Linked DNA regions of Sus scrofa: region 1 is linked to region 2. Evidence: chromatin contacts called from public HiChIP or PLAC-seq data. All regions are on one chromosome and are shown on one strand. Each heading gives the region's core, a stretch centred on a gene start, on an enhancer-like site or on the middle of the called end of the contact. The rest is flanking DNA. Distances are from core to core; before and after follow the strand shown.

The links. HiChIP or PLAC-seq counts read pairs in DNA pulled down with a chosen protein or histone mark.
Region 1: an H3K27ac HiChIP or PLAC-seq map of skeletal muscle shows a contact between it and region 2. The contact joins two enhancer-like sites. A contact is called at or near these places in 1 of 47 Hi-C or Micro-C datasets (embryonic fibroblasts) and 1 of 2 datasets of contacts at active chromatin or transcription factors (skeletal muscle).

The regions. Positions count from the first base shown.
Region 1 is chr15:137,166,631-137,171,919 of Sscrofa11.1, reverse strand. No RefSeq gene overlaps it. Among named protein-coding and RNA genes, the nearest start is that of MLPH, 12 kb to the left of the region's middle. Within about 2 kb of position 3,604, at least 16 of the 83 cell types and tissues checked have an H3K27ac peak or open chromatin away from gene starts, as enhancers often do. A contact at or near this core is called in skeletal muscle, where this site is marked.
Region 2 is chr15:136,913,222-136,918,206 of Sscrofa11.1, reverse strand. No RefSeq gene overlaps it. Among named protein-coding and RNA genes, the nearest start is that of MIR7141, 74 kb to the left of the region's middle. Within about 2 kb of position 2,311, at least 14 of the 83 cell types and tissues checked have an H3K27ac peak or open chromatin away from gene starts, as enhancers often do. A contact at or near this core is called in skeletal muscle, where this site is marked.

The DNA of each region.
Region 1 (5,289 bases), core at 2,355-4,854, 250 kb before region 2:
TTTATATATAGCAGTGTGTGTCTGGTAATCCCAAACTCCTAATTTATCCCATATCCCTTTTACCTTTGGTAACCATAAATTTGTTTTCTATGTCTGTGAGTCTGTTACTGTTTTGAAAATAAGGTCATTTGTTCTTTTTTTTTTTTTGATTCCACAAATGATATTGTATGATATTTGTTTTTCTCTGTCTGACTTACTTAGTATGATAATCTCTAGTTCCATCCATGTTGCTGCAAATGGCATTTCGTTCTTTTTTTTTATGGCTGAGTAGTGGTCCATTTTGTGTGTGTATCTCACATCCTTTTTATTCATTCCTCTGTCAGTGGATACTTTTAGGTTGCTTCCAAGTCTTGGTTATTGTAAATCATGCTGCTGTGAATATTGGGGTGCATGTATCCTTTGAATCAGAGTTTTTGTATTTTCCAGATATGTGCCCAGCAGTGGGATTGCTGGGCCAAAATGTGTACAATTGATACATGGTGATACGTGGTAAAGAATATAGGAGTTCCCGTCATGGCGCAGTGGTTAACAAATCCGACTAGGAACCATGAGGTTGCGGGTTCAGTCCCTGCCCTTGCTCAGTGGGTTAACGATCTGGCGTTGCCGTGAGCTGTGGTGTAGGTTGCAGACGTGGCTTGGATCCCGCGTTGCTGTGGCTCTGGCGTAGGCCGGTGGCTATAGCTCTGATTCGACCCCTAGCCTGGGAACCTCCATAAGCTGCGGGAGTGGCCCAAGAAATAGCAAAAAGACAAAAAAAAAAAAAGAAGAGGAAAAAAGAATATAAACAATACAACATGAAAAGTCAAACAATCTTATTTCTCTTCCAACACCACCTCCCAAAGACAGAGACTGGCACTGGTGTCTTGCGTAATCTTCCCGAATTACCGTGTGTAGTCAGGCATGCGGACGCTGGAACCAACTACAGGGGTTGGGCTCCCAGCTGAGCGCATCACCCGCCAACTGTGTCTCTGTGGCTGTGAACTAATCCCCCCGCCCCAGGCTCAGTTCTCCCTTCCACATGGAGGAGCTGCACCACTGGATTGTTCTGAATCTGTACACACAGAGCACTCGGATGGGGTCTGCCCTGTGGCGAGCGCTCTGTATTAACCGATGTGAGTATAGACCTGATTCGTTCTTTTTGGTTGTTGCGCAGTAGCCACTGCATGCATTCACCGTCAGTATTTTCCTACTTTCTTATCGGCGGAAGTTAACTTTTTTTTTGCTATTTAAAATATTTCTGCCAGGAATATATTGCAGAGAACACTTAGTCTCATTGACATGCTATCTATGATGATACATAAATATTATTGTACATATGTACATAGTATTGTACATACATACAAATACAAATACATCTACATGGTAAAAATCCCCAAATTGAATTGCTGAGTCAAAGGGTGTATGGAATTTTTAAGAGAAAATTCTAGAATTTTTTTTTTCTTTTATAGCTGCACTTGAGGCATATGGAAGTTCCTGGGTTAGGGGTCGAATCAGAGCTGCAGCTGCTGGCCTGCACCACAGCCACAGCAACGCCGGATCTGAGCTGCGTTTGTGAGCTAGGCTGCAGCTTGCAGCAATAGCAGATTCTTAACCGACTGAAGGAGGCCAGGGATCAAACCCACATCCTCATGGAGACTATGCTGGGTTCTTAACCCACTGAGCCACAATGGGAACTCCTAGAATTAAAAAAAATTTAATTGTTGAAACAACCTCAAAATTGCAGAAATTTACAACCGTGATACAAAGAACTTCTCCCCCTGATTTGGAAGTTGCTGACACGAGACTTTGTGTGTATTTTACACAAACAAGGACACTCTTCTACAAAACTTCAGTCTAACCATCAAAATCAGTAAATGGCATGTTGCTATCTCTAATCATGAGAACACTTTCTATTTTTTTAATTGTTGTTTGTTTGTTTGTTTTTTAGGGCCATATCTGCGGCATGTGGAAGTTCCCAGGCTAGGGGTCGAATCGGAGCTGTAGCTGCTGGTCTACACCACGGCCCCAGCAAGGCAGGATCCAAGCCACGTCTGCGACCTGCACCACAGTTCACGGCAACGCCAGATCCCTGACCCACTGAAGGAGGCCAGGGATCGAACCCGCATCCTCATAGATGCTAGTTGGATGCGTTTCCGCTGCGCCACAATGGGAGCTCCCCGCTTTCCAGTTCTGACGTTGCGTCAGTCACATCCTTTGCTGGGCAGGACCCAGTTCAGAATACCTCAGTTTCTTTCCTTCTTTCTCTTCTGGCCTTGCCACAGCGCGCAGAAATCCCTGGGCCGGGGATCAAACCCACACTACGGCAGTGACAACACCGGACCTCTAACTGCCAGACCACCAGGAAACTCCTAGAATACCTTGATTTCTTAAGATCGCTATTTAGGGGGAGCAAGGAGGGGACAGAGATAAAGGAGGGTAGGGGCGCAGCGGGGCTTGGTGGCTCCTGGCCAGGATCTTGGGCTGGGTTGTTTCTCCCCGACCAGCATTCCTGGCTTGTCTGGGCCTCACCTTTGCCCCCCTTCCCCAGCTCTCAGGGCTCCCAGGGCCCTGCTGGTATCCTCTGGCTCCCTAACTTTTCGCCTTTGCCTCTGTAACTGCCCTTCCTTGTTCATCTGCCTGGAGCTGGCTTTCTTTTTCTAAGGCTGTGTGGTTCCACCCTGTCTCTTAAAGAGGAGAAAACTGATGTTCAGAGTGGGGGTGGCATATTCTCAAGGTCACAGCGTGAGTTAGAGACCGCTTACCTCCCCAGCTGTGAGCCTCTCTCTAAGCCGCAGGGACCCTCCAGAAAATTTTGTGGAGGGCGGACACCAGAGGGCAGTAGAGGGCCGTGCTCGCCTCCTTGTTTTAAAGGTGGCGGAGACCCTGCCTCCTCTGGGATTTAGGGGCAGACGCCAGGAAGGAAGGCCCGCTGTCTTGGCCATGCTCTCAGGAAGCACTCTGGTGGAAGATGGCCTTGGAAGTGGACCCCGTCTCCAGGGTTAGCTGGGCAGACCCATCCTACTGAGGGCTGGGCCAGGACTCACCTCATCTATGCTCAGAGAAGGGACCCCGGGGTGATGGGTCAGCGGGGGGGCTGTCCCTGGCCCAGCAGGGGGCATCCTGTAGTGTCTGGAGGTGCCATCTTCTAAGCAGATGCAGGCTTAGTCCTGAAAAGCCCGTGGTCCTTCCCCGCCCCTCTTGGGTCCTCTGGGGAGCGTGCCAGCAGGCAGCCGTTAAACCCTTCCGGACCTTTCCTCTGTTTAAATTCTCTGGGCTGGTTTGGCCCTGGGCTGACTGGGGCAGCGGGAATTTGAGCTGAACATCTAGGAAGCTGAACCCACGTCACATCCCACCCCAAATCCCAGTCCTGTTCAATAAACTGTCTGTAATTTACCAGAACATCCATTTGCACCACATGCCAAGTGCATCTGAAAAATCAAGAAAACTCCCATTTGGGGAGACGTCCTCCTGGCTGTGGGTTGTCCTCCTGGGCGGGAAGTCATAGGGCCTTTGCGGAGATGTCACCTGACCCTGCTTCCTGCTGGCTCTTGAGCACACAGGGCCATGTGACGGTCCTCCATCCAGGGGGGTGGGGAGCACACACACTGCCCGGAGCCGTGGGTCTCCTGGGGTCAGAACCACACCCAGGAAGCCGGTCCGCCAGCCTCCCAAGCTCAGCCGCCTGCTCTCTTGCTCTCCGGGCTCCAGCCCTTTGCTGAATGATGTCCAACCCTCCCCCCGCAAGTACTCACTTGCTCGAATCCTGCTCCATTTGGGTCTCAGCTCAACTGGCCTCCATCAGAAAAGCATTTCTTGACTGTCCAGGCCCCACGTCCGACTCCCTGCGTTCCCCGCTCATCCTTGCACACCCATCCTCGTGGTTTGCCCACCAGAGTGGGAGGTCTGTGCTCCCTGCTCTAAGCTCTGGGAGCCCAGAATGGTCACGTGAACCAGCTGCCACTGGCCTTTTCATGAGCTGACCTGCGGGAGCTCCTGTCGTGGTGCTGTGGAAACGGATCCAACTAGGAACTATGAGGATGCAGGTGCGACCCCTGGCCTCCGTCAGTGAGTTAGGGATCTAGCATTGCTGTGAGCTGTGGTGTAGGTTGCAGATGCGGCTTGGATCCCACCTTGCTGTGGCTGTGGTGTAGGCCAGCAGCTGTAGCTCTGATTAGACCCCTAGCCGGGGAACCTCCACATGCCTCGGGTGTAGACCTGAAAAGCAAAAACCAAAAAGCAAAAAGCAAAAACCACAAAACTGCTTGTGGAATCAGTATTGTTCAATAATCATGCATATTTGGAAGATGCCCTTGGTTTTAACTTTGACGGATGGGCGTCTTCCAAACAGAGCTGTGCCCCCACCGCCCAGGCAGATGGACTGAGCTCGAGGCGCCTTGTGGGGAGGAGGGCTGGTGGGGAGGGGTGCAGGATAGGGAGGGGAGGGCTGCTTCATCCTTGTGTCCTCGAGGAGAGCTCGGCTGCTCTGGGGCCGCCCTTCCGCTCTTCCTCTCACCCTTTGTCGGCCCTGCCCTTGCTGTGTTTTGAGAGGTCGGCTTTCAGCCCCGCTCAGCTCTTGCCCCGTCTTCGCTGGCCCGAGGTCACGCCTGCTTTTTCCCCCCGGGAGGATGCGTCCCAGACCAGGAAACAGTCCGCATCCACTCAAAGGGCAACAGGATCCAGTGGCCTCTTTCCACCCCAAGGTCAAGTGCTCAGGAAGTTAGGCTTTGCAAACTCATTTTGGCAAGTTGCTTTCCCTCGTCTGAACGCATGAGGAATTCGATTTTGAAAAGGGCTTAGAAGGAGCTCTAATCAGAGAGGTCAGCCAAGAAGAGGGAAAAAATCTCCTGAAGAATGAAGCCCTTGGCTCTAAAGCCATCAGACCCCTCGGGCTTTCGGGGCTTGGGAAACTTCAGATCATGGGAGGCCCAGGCCCGCGGGCTCTGGCTTTTCCCCAACGTAGCCTATTCAGGAGCTTTTCACCAGCAAGGATTCGGGAATGGAGCAGAAATGGGTCCTGGAGAAGGGAAGGAATTAGGCAGTAAAGTTTTATGCTCTGTTCTCAGAAGACGCCCTTCTGGAAGTCTCAGGTGTGTTTAGGAAGGAGCATCGAAGGGAACTGGTCCTCGATGAAGACCTACTGGGTGCCACTGGGTGAGCACTGCCTGGGCGCCTGGGCTGCACACTGTTGTCTGTTGTCTGTTGTATCGGGTGTCTGTTGTATCGGGTGTCTGACTTACGCATATTAACTGGGTTGTGTAGGTCAGGAGGCTAAGACGCTCGCCCACGTTCACGCAGTTCAAGAGGGGAGGT
Region 2 (4,985 bases), core at 1,062-3,561:
TCCTGACACAGAGACTCCGTCACTGCTTTGCTGCTGCCCCCCGATCTCATGTTCCTCTAGTGCCTTGTATGTGTCTTATATCAAGTGTGTCACCCTTGGGATGAGAGGCCCTCCTTCCAGATGTGTCAGAGCACGGAAATGATTCCACCTGGGACACTCTGCACAGACCAGCATCTGCTGACCGTCCCAGCCCCTGGACCGCTGTGGGTGACTGCAAAAAGAAAGCGAGGAAACTGCTGAATTCTCCAAGTACCTGGGCTGCTGCCCCAAACTTCCCAGCTGTGGTCAGTCCCTCCTCACTGACTGAGTGCCCCGGAGACAAAGCAGGGCCTTGCCTCATCCTCCTGTGTCACTGCAGCCCCAGGGCTCATAATAATACAGCAGATGCAGCTGTATGGAGGGACTGGTCATGACAGGGCCAGCCCTTTCTCCCCTGGACCTCGAGTGTTGGGTGGACCAGTGGAAATTGAGACCTGGGAGTTCCAGGTGTGGCTCAGCAGATTAAGAACCTGACACAGTGTCCATGAGGATGTAGGTTCGATCCCTGGCCTCACTCAGTGGGTTATGGATCCAGCATTGCTGTGAGTAGGTCGCAAACACGGCTTGGGTCCAGCATTACTGTGGCTGTGGTGTAGGCTGGCAGCTGCAGCTCTGATTCAACCCCTAGCCTGAGAACTTCCATATGCCGCAGGTGCAGCCCTAAAAAGAAAGAAAGAAAGAAAGAAAGAAAGAAAGAAAGAAAGAAAGAAAGAAAGAAAGAAAGAAAGGAAGAAAGAAAGAAATTCAGATCTGCAGTTCAATAGAAAGGCCCTGAGGGTGAAAGTAGATGATTCGGAGTTTGAGGAAAGCTGGTAAATCGCTCCCCAAGAGATCTCCACACGCTAAACCCTGGGACCTGTGAATGTTAGTTTATGTGCAAAAAGAGAGGGCCTTTGCAGATGTGATTTAATCCGGGATCTTGAGTTGGCGAGACATTCCTGGATACGCAGATGGGTACCAAGTGCCGTCACGTGCATCCTTAGAAGAGGGAAAGCAGGGGCAGAGTCTGGAGTGGGGGGGGGTGCACAAGCCAAGGACTGCAGCAGCCACCGTAAACCAGAAGATCCCAGGAATGGCTTCTCTCCTGAGCCCCCAGAGGGAGTGGGATCCGAGGACACCTTGATTTCAGCCCAGTGATACTGTTTTGGACTTCTGGCCTCCAGGGTTGTAAGAGAATAAGTGTGTTACTGTAAGCCACCGAGTGCGTGGGCATTTGTCGTAGCAGCTCCAGGACGCTGCTGACAGGGGTCAGAGGAAATCGGTCCGAGGAGGGGACTTGGGAGAGCACTTGCCTCTAAGGGGTGGTGATGGGGACCTGGGGAGAAAGTCAGTGTCCTAAGATGAGGGGTCAGGACACAGACAAGCAAAAGGAGTGATGCTGAGCGGTCCCTCCCCACGGGGTCAGCCTGGCAGCCGTCTCCACCGTGGGATTCGCCGCCTGGTCTTCCGGGAGCCTTGGGACAGGGGCTGTGGAACCATCCGGCTCTGTCTCCACCCAGATGCCGGCACTTTGGTGAGTGGTATTTCCTCCACCGTGAGGATGCTGGCACTACGTTGTCCTCGAGGCACATCCTCCCCACCCGTGAGGTGTGTTAACCTCTGTCGACACTAATAGCCCTCACGGGTCCTTGTTCTAAGTCTTATATAAGCCAGGTGGTCGGCGAAATGCATGAAGGGAAAATGACCTCTTCCTTGGTCTTGGGAGATGGATGCAGTGAAGTGGTTTGCAGAGGACAGAGCAGCTGGTTTTGCGAAGATCAGATCACTCCTGACCTGATCTTTAGGAGCAGGTGTGATGGCTGAGACGTGGCCTTTGGAAGAGGAACCACCTCACCCACAGCCCCATCCAGAAAATTCTACCCATTCTCCTTGCCTCACACCCTGGAATCAGGAAGTGGAGATGTCAACAGACCCCTGAAGAGGCCTGTAGGGTCCCGTGTCTCCCTGACTGAGCTGGCCCTTCTCACCATGCCATGCAATGGGCCTCTGGCGGAAGCTGCCCGCAGGAGGAACTGACTTAGGTCGAGCATTTTCTTCGCAGCTCTCTGGCTTCATGCAGCAAGATGCGGCTCAGCATGATCATCAGTAGCACGGCGAGGCAGGATGGATGTGGGGGTCGGACCCAGCTGAGACTTCCGGGCAAAACCCACGGAAAGGACCCTGCTGGGCTTCGGATATCGTGGAAGTGGACAGGGTCCTGGAGTGTGGGATGGCTGTGGGATCTCTAAGTACAAGCTTTACCTCTGAGGTCTGTGAGCTAAGAGCATCACACTGAATCTCCCAGAGTCATGGAGGATAGCTCTCCGCTTGCCTCAAGGCAATGACAGCGGAGTGGCCACCTCTTAACTCTCTCCTTCCCTGAAACTCAGACGTCCCATCTTTGTCCCTTTGTTCCCTAGCACAAGATGTCTTGGGAGCTTTCAGCAAAGGAGCTGAGGAAATATCTAATTCCCAGAGTTCACAGAATAACCCATCATGCCCCCAGAAGACTACTCAGCTCTTCATTCCGATGCCAAAATATAAATACTTCCTTGCCTGGGTTGAGACTCTTCAAAAGCAAAAATAGCTGGTCCTTAGGTCAGCAGTTCTTAGCTTGTGGTTGCAACCCCCAGTGGGAAGTTCCAGTCACTGGCAGAGTGGGAGGTGGGTGAAAAATTGGGAACAAAGGTCCTGGCATGAGGACGGCCAGAGTTCTGCAGGGACCAAGGCATCATGGGATAGAGCTTGAGTCATTCCAGGGGCAGTGGCAACAGCTGAACATATGCTGCCAAGAAGCACCGAATTGGGTGACTCAACCTCAGGGCCTCCCACCGCCTGGGGTGTCCAATCCACCCACTGCTTCCTGGCTCTGGGTGGGGAGGGGCACCCACACAGAGAAGGACGGAGCTGAGAGGGGACCACCAAACTGTATTCCCCAGAGCTCCAAAAAAGCCCCTATGGTTTCGGAATTAGTCAGAGCAGGGCAAGATGGGTGAATGTTTTCTGATGACTTTTTTCCCCTGAAAGAAAGTTGACTGCTTGAAAGCTGTGAGCTCAGGCGTGGCCAGAGCAACCCAGATAAGTAGGAAATGGAAAAGTTGGGACTGCATTTAAAAGTTAATTTTATTCCCCTAAACCAAATAAGCCTTGAGGATAATAGCTTTGTGAGGCCTGTGCAGAGAGGCACACCGTAGAAGTTTCTAGAAACTTGAATAGTGATCATTAAAGCTGCAGGAGGGACAACGCTTCCACTGAAGTGGGCTGAATAGATCTTTCCAGAGCCCCCAGAGCCTACTGCCTCACTGGCAGTGAGAGTCCTAGAAGGCCAGGAGCCCAGAGACCGCTGGTCACTCCAGCTCGATTCTCTGGATTGCTCCTGGTGGAGTCCCAGCCCCAAATATGTGGGAAAGGAGAAAACAGAAAGCGATGAACTAGGAGAAAGACTCACTCAGTCTCTGTTCCTCCTCCGCTCCCCATCTTCTTATGTCTGACGTGACCTCCAGGTGTGCTCGAGGGCGGCTGCTCTGGGACACGGAGGAAGGGTGGGGGTGGATGGTCCAGACCACATGGTACTGGGCTTGGTGCAGGAAAGTGATTGCCGGTGCTGCGGTGGCTGGCTAGGGCACCGAGTCAGAGCAGACGTAACCATCAAGCCTTTGTTCCTGACCGCAACAGTGCCCTCCACGGTCAGAAAGGGACATCCCTGTCCCCATGCTCTGATTCCCCAGGGAAAGGCACTGGGCACAGGGCTGGGGGGACGGATGCAGAGCCCATGGGGGAAGGTCTCACTCGGAGGGGCCCCTGCCTCGTAATGGACCCATAGACCATGGCGAGGGGGAGAGATCCAGAAAACTGCAGTGCGGGTCCCTGCCCCAGGCAGGCGTGAGGAGAGCGGCTTTCCTCCAAAGCCTGGGAATGGCCTGTGGTCCGACCTAAAAGATGACAGGTAGGATTTTGGCCAGCACTAGACTTCCCAGTGTAGAAGCTGGATTTTAGGGGAGAAACCACTCACTCAGGTTTGGGGCACAATCTCTTGTTAGAACCTATTGTTCTGGCATCGGTGTTATCAATTCCCAGGGAGAGGCGATGGTGCCAAGGACCACAGAGCAACAGAGAGAAGTAAAGGGAGATGAGGTTTTGGAGACCAACCTTCAGGATGCTCCGATGTATTGCATATCAAGGACGGAGGGAAAAGAGGCATCCAGAATAATTCCTAGAAGAGTTCCCTGTGTGGCTCAGAGGGTTAAGGACCTGATGCTGCCTCTCTCAGGATGCAGGTTCAATGCCTGGCCTCACTGGGTAGGTTAAGGATCTGGTGTTGCCGTGAGCTGTGGCGTAGGTCACAGATGTGGCTTGGATCCGGTGTTGCTGTGGCTGCGATGTAGGCCAGCTGCTGCAGTTCCAGCTCCAATTCGACCCCTAGCTTGGGAACTTCCATATGCTGCAGGTGCGAACCTAAAAAGACAAAAAAAAAAAAAAAAAAAAAAAAAAGAAGAAGAATCCTTAGATATTTGGCTTGAGCAATTGCAAATTGTCATTATATGAATAACAAAAAAGTCGTGTCAGCCGTTGTTAGAGAAGATGCTAAAATGTCCGTGTTTAATTGTGATCATTAATCTTCACCAGGTCACTGATGATTCAACACAGCCGTTGTTGACGCTGGCATCTTGTGGGGAAAAATGCATTATAAAGTATCCAATTCCCCCCTAAAGCTGAAACAGTTGAGGCTAACTTGAAAAAAATTGTCTCTATGATAACGCAGCTCAGTCATGAGTAACTCTCTTAATGAGAGGCAAGCACACAGAAAAAAAGCAAAACCCGCAGGCCTTCCATGACTGCTGTTTAACTGCTTGACCCATCAATTCTCGCTCTCAAACACAAAGGTTTTAGTTTAATTTCTAACTAAAAGGAACATTGACTCAGCCTCACATACATTCCTCCCCTAGACAAGCCCGCAGCATCTCAAA